2 separate regions of the Mus musculus genome follow, and region 2 is linked to region 1. The links are chromatin contacts, called in public ChIA-PET maps. All regions are on one chromosome and are shown on one strand. The core of a region is the stretch at or near the end of the contact, and the rest is flanking DNA. Distances in the headings are between cores, read along the strand shown. Region 1 overlaps Zbtb46 (zinc finger and BTB domain containing 46). Region 2 holds the start of Rgs19 (regulator of G-protein signaling 19).

Region 1 (2,954 bases), core at 225-2,724:
GGACAGATCAAGAAAAACCTTGGCAATCTGCAGAAGTACTGGGTTCATATGCTAAGCCTCAAAGAAGGTCACAAGGACACCTTGCTGCCCTGTACCACCTCTAAGCCTTATGAAATACAAACTGAGAAGTACCTCATTCCAGAAGAGAGATTTAAGAAAGAAAATACACATTTATAGCCCCATCCCAGCCATCTACTACCCTGGCTTGGCTATAGCACTTTTTTTTTTTTTTTTTTTTGTCTTTTCGAGACAGGGTTTCTCTGTGTAGCCCTGGCTGTCCTGGAACTCACTTTGTAAACCAGGCTGGACTCAAACTCAGAAATCTGCCTGCCTCTGCCTCTCAAGTGCTGGGATTAAAGGCATGCGCCACCACCGCCCGGCTGGCTATAGCATTTCTTAAAGCAAGGAGGGCCTAGACCAGGGTCACTCAGACAGCAGGACAGGAAGGGTTTTCTGACGTCAGACCTAGAGACAGCAAAGATCCTGAAACAGAAAGTGAAGTCGGCTCTTAGGGCTGGCCACGCCCTCTGACTCTGTTTACTGCAGGTCCCCAGCAAAAACAGGCTAAAATTTCTTTTGAACAGAGCTCATGCCAAAGTGAAGCTACCGGATACAGAAATGATAGAAAACCTGCATTCCAAAATTATTCTCAAGGACAAACAGTATCTGGGGAACCAGGGAACCAAGGAACAAAAGTGGAGTTTTTACCACAGGCTCTCCTGAGCGGGGAGTTTACGGTACGTTGGACACACATGTCCCATGAGTATGTAGGAAGAGTGAGATTAATCCCGCCTCACCTCTACTGTTCCACATTACCCACAAAAGGTGCTGAATTTCAGAAATCCTCCGTTCATGTGAATTCCAGGGGCTCCAAATCCCCTGTAACCACCCCATGAGCTGTACCAATACTCTGGGACCTTGAGGGATCCAACAATCTCTACCCATAGATACAGTTTGTTCTTGAGACATCACCCACATTGACTTGTCCAAGACATGTTCAACACTCTCCCGTGCTATTTGTTTAATACATCATAACAGCTATGAACTGGCCCCGCCCCTGCTTCTCAGACATGGAAAGCAAGGCCTAAAAGTGTTTTCTGAAAGTATGCCTAATCCCAGCTGGCCTTCATGGTCACTTGATAGGGAACTTGGAAATAAAGAGAGCAGACATCATTTTCCACCTTTGGTCTTTATTTGCCATAAGTAATCTGCATAATTCCTCAAACCGATACAAAAGCCCAATCATATGTTAGTGCACATGGGAACAAAACTGTAAACATGCTCCAAAGAACCAGCATCAAAGGTGGCTGGAAACGGTCCTGTAATTCAGCGGTCCGGAGGATGACCAGTCACCATTATATATGTACTTAGGCTTCCTGGAATAGCATACCCCTCATGTTCCCCAGTGTGGGGTGTGTCTCTTCCTCCCCCACAGAGAGAAAAGTACCAAGTCATTTTCTCACTCATGCTGAGTACCAGACAAACAGGAAGTTCTGGGGCTAGATCGGTACCCAGGGTAGTCATACTACTCTCCCAGCATCACATAATTGGCTGCTATAGTCAGCATGTACTGTGACAAGGGGAGCAGCCTGTCTTATGGTTATGAGCTCTGCAGATGCTAATGCCTCCTGTCTCACAGGAAAAGGCAACTGGGGGGAGCCAGCTGCTAAATAGCAGCTGCTCTTCAGCTGCAGCATAGTCAGTCTGTGGTCTGTATTTCAGCTAGACACACTAAGGTCTTAAATGTAGCATTCAACTCCTTTTTAAAAACGCACATGTGACCAGCACTTTCTAGCAAGAACAAAGCAAGGTCCACACCCCTGGGTCAGTGGCTCTCTGCATGTCTCCCACACAAAACAAATCCCAGCACAAAGGCTGGGCACAGGGACCAGTAGAGGGAGCCAGTGCTTGTCCCTTGGACACAAAGGACTATCTCGCACCAGACCTGCCACTGGCTCAAAAGGAACTTGTGGTTTTAAGTTTACTAATTGTGTGAATTTGTAAGCTTGGTGGATTTTAGGTTTAGATGCTTCAAATTTGAGCACAAAACATTCCAACAAATGCTCACTGATCCCTCTCGCTGCCCAGTAACACATACTAACACCCTTCTTGTTCTGTTAAGCAAGTATGCTGGTCCCAGAAGACTCAAAGCCAATCTACTTTCTGAAAGACCTTGAGTTGGAAGGTGGCTGCAACCCGCAGCAATCTGCCTGACAGACAGGTTAGCTACAAGCCTCATCCTCAGTGACTCCAGGGTCTGAAGGGCTGAACTGAGGTGCTTAAACCAAAGGAAGACACAGTGACACACCAGAACTTGCACTTACGAGACAGTGAGTGGGCACCTTTGGGCAGGTACTCGAACAGAAGTGAGCCATCATCACCGAGCACGTCAGCCTTGAGTGACAGCAGACTGTTCTTACTCATGAGTGCAGCACGAAGATTGGCCACTGCAGTAGCCTGGTGTAGTGCTTCTTCCTTCTCTGGGGTGAGGGGTGGGCCCAAGTAGCTGGTTTCTCCTCCTAGTAGGCCCTCATCGATGTGAGCATAGAGCTCTGCTCTCTCGCCTCGGCTGTCCAAGCTGCTGGCCTCAGTGACCGTCAGGTCTACATCTAGGAACAGGGAGGTACACACAGGTCATTTGGGGAATGAAGACAGGAGAATAAGGGCAATAAACCGTCAGTCCAATCCAACCCTATGGACTGTGCACTTGCCCGGAGCAACATGAAGCCTTGTATACTGTGCTACTGATCCCACCTGCCCAGATCTATAACACGCCACACAGCACAGAAAAATGTACAGTCCAGTGGGAGCTTCACTCACAACCAAGGTAGAAGGGCTACGACTCCCAGTGGGGGCAGGGGGGACAAAGACCTGAGCCCAGGCCCAGCTCTGTGGCTACAGGATCTCTTCTTCTCAAATAGGGGGCATTCAACATGTACCAATAACCATTAGAG
Region 2 (2,928 bases), core at 203-2,702, 280 kb after region 1:
TCACCACCTGAGGCTTTCTGAGATGGTGGGTTCTCAAGTCTCCAAGCAAGCGAATCAGGACACACAAGTAGCTTGGGTTGTACTTTCCAGCAGTTGAGTTTCTAGGGAAAAGGGGTGGGGTAGCCTGAGGTCTCCATGCTGTTCAAAATCATCCCTCACCTGTCACCCTGTAGAGACCATTCCTCATGGGGTCCATCTCCAGTCAGCCGACTGGACATGGGGTCTGTACGCTGGGTGCCCTGCCCCTTTTTCTAGCTCCTTGCACCCATCAAAGGTCAGTTGGGACCACCCATGTCGTCCAGGGTGCTCTTCACTACTGCCTCCTTTCTGGGCAAGGAGAGCCTAGAGTCTGAATCAGGGTTGTCCTGCTCCACATGCCTATTGGAGGGTTCCTTTCCTCCCCAAGCCTCCCAGGTATTGGCCTCCCAAGTCTATGCTAAGAGGCCAGATTCAGCAAATCTGGTCTCTGGGGATAGAAGCTCTCTGGTGAATGGCTGTCAGTGTTGCTCTACAGAAGCAAAAAGAATGCCCAAGCCCACCCAGACCAAAAAAATTCCAGGAAAAAAGTCATAACCTTTGGGAGGAGGACTGACCGGATCCGTTCTCACTTCCATCCAACACTGTCATTGTCCTACCTATACCTCCATGGCAGGGCCGGCCTCTCACCATGGCGAACCCAGCTGCCCAAGCCCACCTGTGGAATGGTAGGCCCCCACCCAGTTCCTGCTTTTTTGCAGGTGGGGTTGTCTGGAAGGCTGGTCTCCCCTTCACGGTCCCTCTTGCTGTCTCTGGCGCCCCCACCCCTTTCTTAAGGAATTCGCCATGGCGCCCAACTCACCAGCGACCTAAAGGCAGATGGGGGCGGGAGGGCCAGGTTCGGACTGGGCCCCACCCTGGCTGCCGAAGGGGCGTGCTCTAAAGCAGTAGGGATTTAAGTCAGACAGCAAGACGTACTCCCGGGCACGAGGTAGAAAGGCTCACGGAGTCCCCGCTCAGATGGGGCCGAGGATGCAGCATTCACCCTTATGGCTCACCGGGCCAACTGCTAGCGGACCCAACTCGAAGGGTGGGTAAGGTGGCAGGTCGGGAGTCTCGTCTGGCCCCTCCCCACCAAGCTAGCGGGCAGGAGACGCGGAAACCTGGGTTCTTCCGGCCCCCACCTTTGAGCAATCACTTCTCAACGCTCTGAGCTGAAGAAAAAGGGGAACCTTGCTGCGGCTCTCCCTCCCCCACGCGCAAGGGGTGGGTCTGGTCCTACTGCGACCTAGATCCACGTGGACCGGTCACTGAAGTCCGGGAACAGAGCCGGCATCTATATCGCCAGGGCCCGTCCACGGTCCGGCGCAGCACTCACCGCCGCGTCCCCGAGTCACGCCGCCCGCGCGCTCCGAAGTCCTGCTGGTCGCCGGGGAGGGGGCGCAGTGCGCAGGCGCCTCCGCGGTACTTCCCCAAAGAGAGGGGCCGGGACTTCCTCGAGCCCCAGCGCTTGCTCGCCCGCAGTGCCCCGCCCCGCGGCGGCTCCTGTGCCCCACCCGCGGCTGGCGTGTCGTCCCGCGGTAGCGTGGCATGGTGACCCTGAGGGGTGAGTCGTACAGAGAGTGGATTGAGCCGGCGCTCCATTCTTGTTAGCTGGGTTTTCCCAACCTTTATGTTGAACACCAGAGCTGAGCCCTGTGTGCTACTTGGCTCGCCAGGATTAGAAGAGGCCTGTGGGAAGGACTGGCCTGTGGTACTGCCCCGTCTGGTCCGACTCTTCGCCTTTCTGAGGCTAGTCTGTAACGTAGCATTAAGAGTCTGTCACTCTGCATTCGAACTTTGCCCGAAAGGGAGGTTCAGGGACTGCAGCGTAAAGCAAGTTCTTACATCAAATCACCCCGAATGTTTCTGGGGCCTGGTTGAGTCCCTTCTGAACTCTCAAACTGCTCCAAGATAGCCTTTACCACAAATGGCCTTGCTCTTTGGTCAACTCTTCAGATCCTTTGTCATTGGGTATAAAATTGAGTTAGTTCATTATCCCAGCATGCTTTGGGCCAGTGTTCATAGTGGTCCGTTGGGGCTCGTGGTTCCAGCACAGGACACACAGTCACACAAGTTGTTAATGCTCACATACTACATCATACATATTAAGTCAGGGATGCAAAGGAGATCCTTCACATGAGTTCTTCAGGCAGTGGGGCAGAGGCAGACTAACTGAACTGACTGCAGTGGACTAGAATGGGAGACAGGCAAGAAAGGGATGGGGTGAAAGGTGAGGAGACAGGATGTTGCCATGATGCTGAGGGGTCCAGGATGAAGAGAGAACAATGGGTGAGAGACTCCCAGGCTCTGAGGGGGGCTTTATGAGTTGACCACAGAACCCTTTGGCTGCCACGCTGGCGGCTTCCTAAGTAAGGTAGAGGCTAAGCACATCTGAACAGGAAGTTACTTTAGTTTAGATAATATTCCTAAGGTAGACACAGGTCAGAACATGGAGGCCCAGTAGACATGGATGAGTACCTGATGGAGGCCACAAACCAAACCTGATTCTGCAGTGTTTGGTGTGGGCATGACCGTGGGTAGAAGTCAGTATGCTTTCCTCTTAATTCCTTTTACCTGCCTGTCTACCTGTTCTCTGCCACCTTACATCTGCTTACCACACAATTAGCATCTTTCCCTAAGCACAGAGAATGCCTCTAAACCCAGGAAGGAGAGCAGGAGCACTGAACACGCGATGCCAGCGGGAATTGAACTGGAGCCCAATAAACTCTGCTTGAGAGCAGTGCCCCTAGGTCCTCACAAGCCCCACCTGATGGTGCGTGGGGCACAGGTTTTGTATTCCTGCAAGATTTCCTTCAGACAGAGGGATCCTATGCCGGCTTTCCTAGCTGCCTCTGTACACCTAGTCCCTCACTGGTATACAGATCCAGAGGTGCTCTTAAGTTGGTCTGA

What was found. ChIA-PET counts read pairs in DNA pulled down with a chosen protein or histone mark.
Region 2: a contact with region 1 is called in an RNA polymerase II ChIA-PET map of memory CD8 T cells, with 7 read pairs. The contact joins the promoter of Rgs19 here to the enhancer-like site in region 1. A contact is called at or near these places in 6 of 39 promoter capture datasets (the C10 cell line, the HPC-7 cell line, cranial neural crest and 3 more), 1 of 15 datasets of contacts at CTCF or cohesin (pro-B cells), 17 of 484 Hi-C or Micro-C datasets (the C2C12 cell line, CD4 T cells, the G1E-ER4 cell line and 9 more), 15 of 115 datasets of contacts at active chromatin or transcription factors (the 230-238 cell line, the HPC-7 cell line, the NIH/3T3 cell line and 10 more) and 4 of 9 other capture datasets (adipose tissue, embryonic stem cells, liver and 1 more).

Annotation. Positions count from the first base shown.
Region 1 is chr2:181,409,372-181,412,325 of GRCm38.p6, forward strand. It overlaps Zbtb46 (zinc finger and BTB domain containing 46), which reads right to left. Exons shown (of 4, transcript NM_027656.2): 2 at 2,325-2,609. Among named protein-coding and RNA genes, the nearest start is that of Zbtb46, 14 kb to the right of the region's middle. Within about 2 kb of position 1,475, at least 75 of the 459 cell types and tissues checked have an H3K27ac peak or open chromatin away from gene starts, as enhancers often do. A contact at or near this core is called in the G1E-ER4 cell line, the HPC-7 cell line, effector CD8 T cells and 5 more, where this site is marked.
Region 2 is chr2:181,692,525-181,695,452 of GRCm38.p6, forward strand. It overlaps Rgs19 (regulator of G-protein signaling 19), which reads right to left and starts at 1,453. Exons shown (of 6, transcript NM_026446.4): 1 at 1,355-1,453.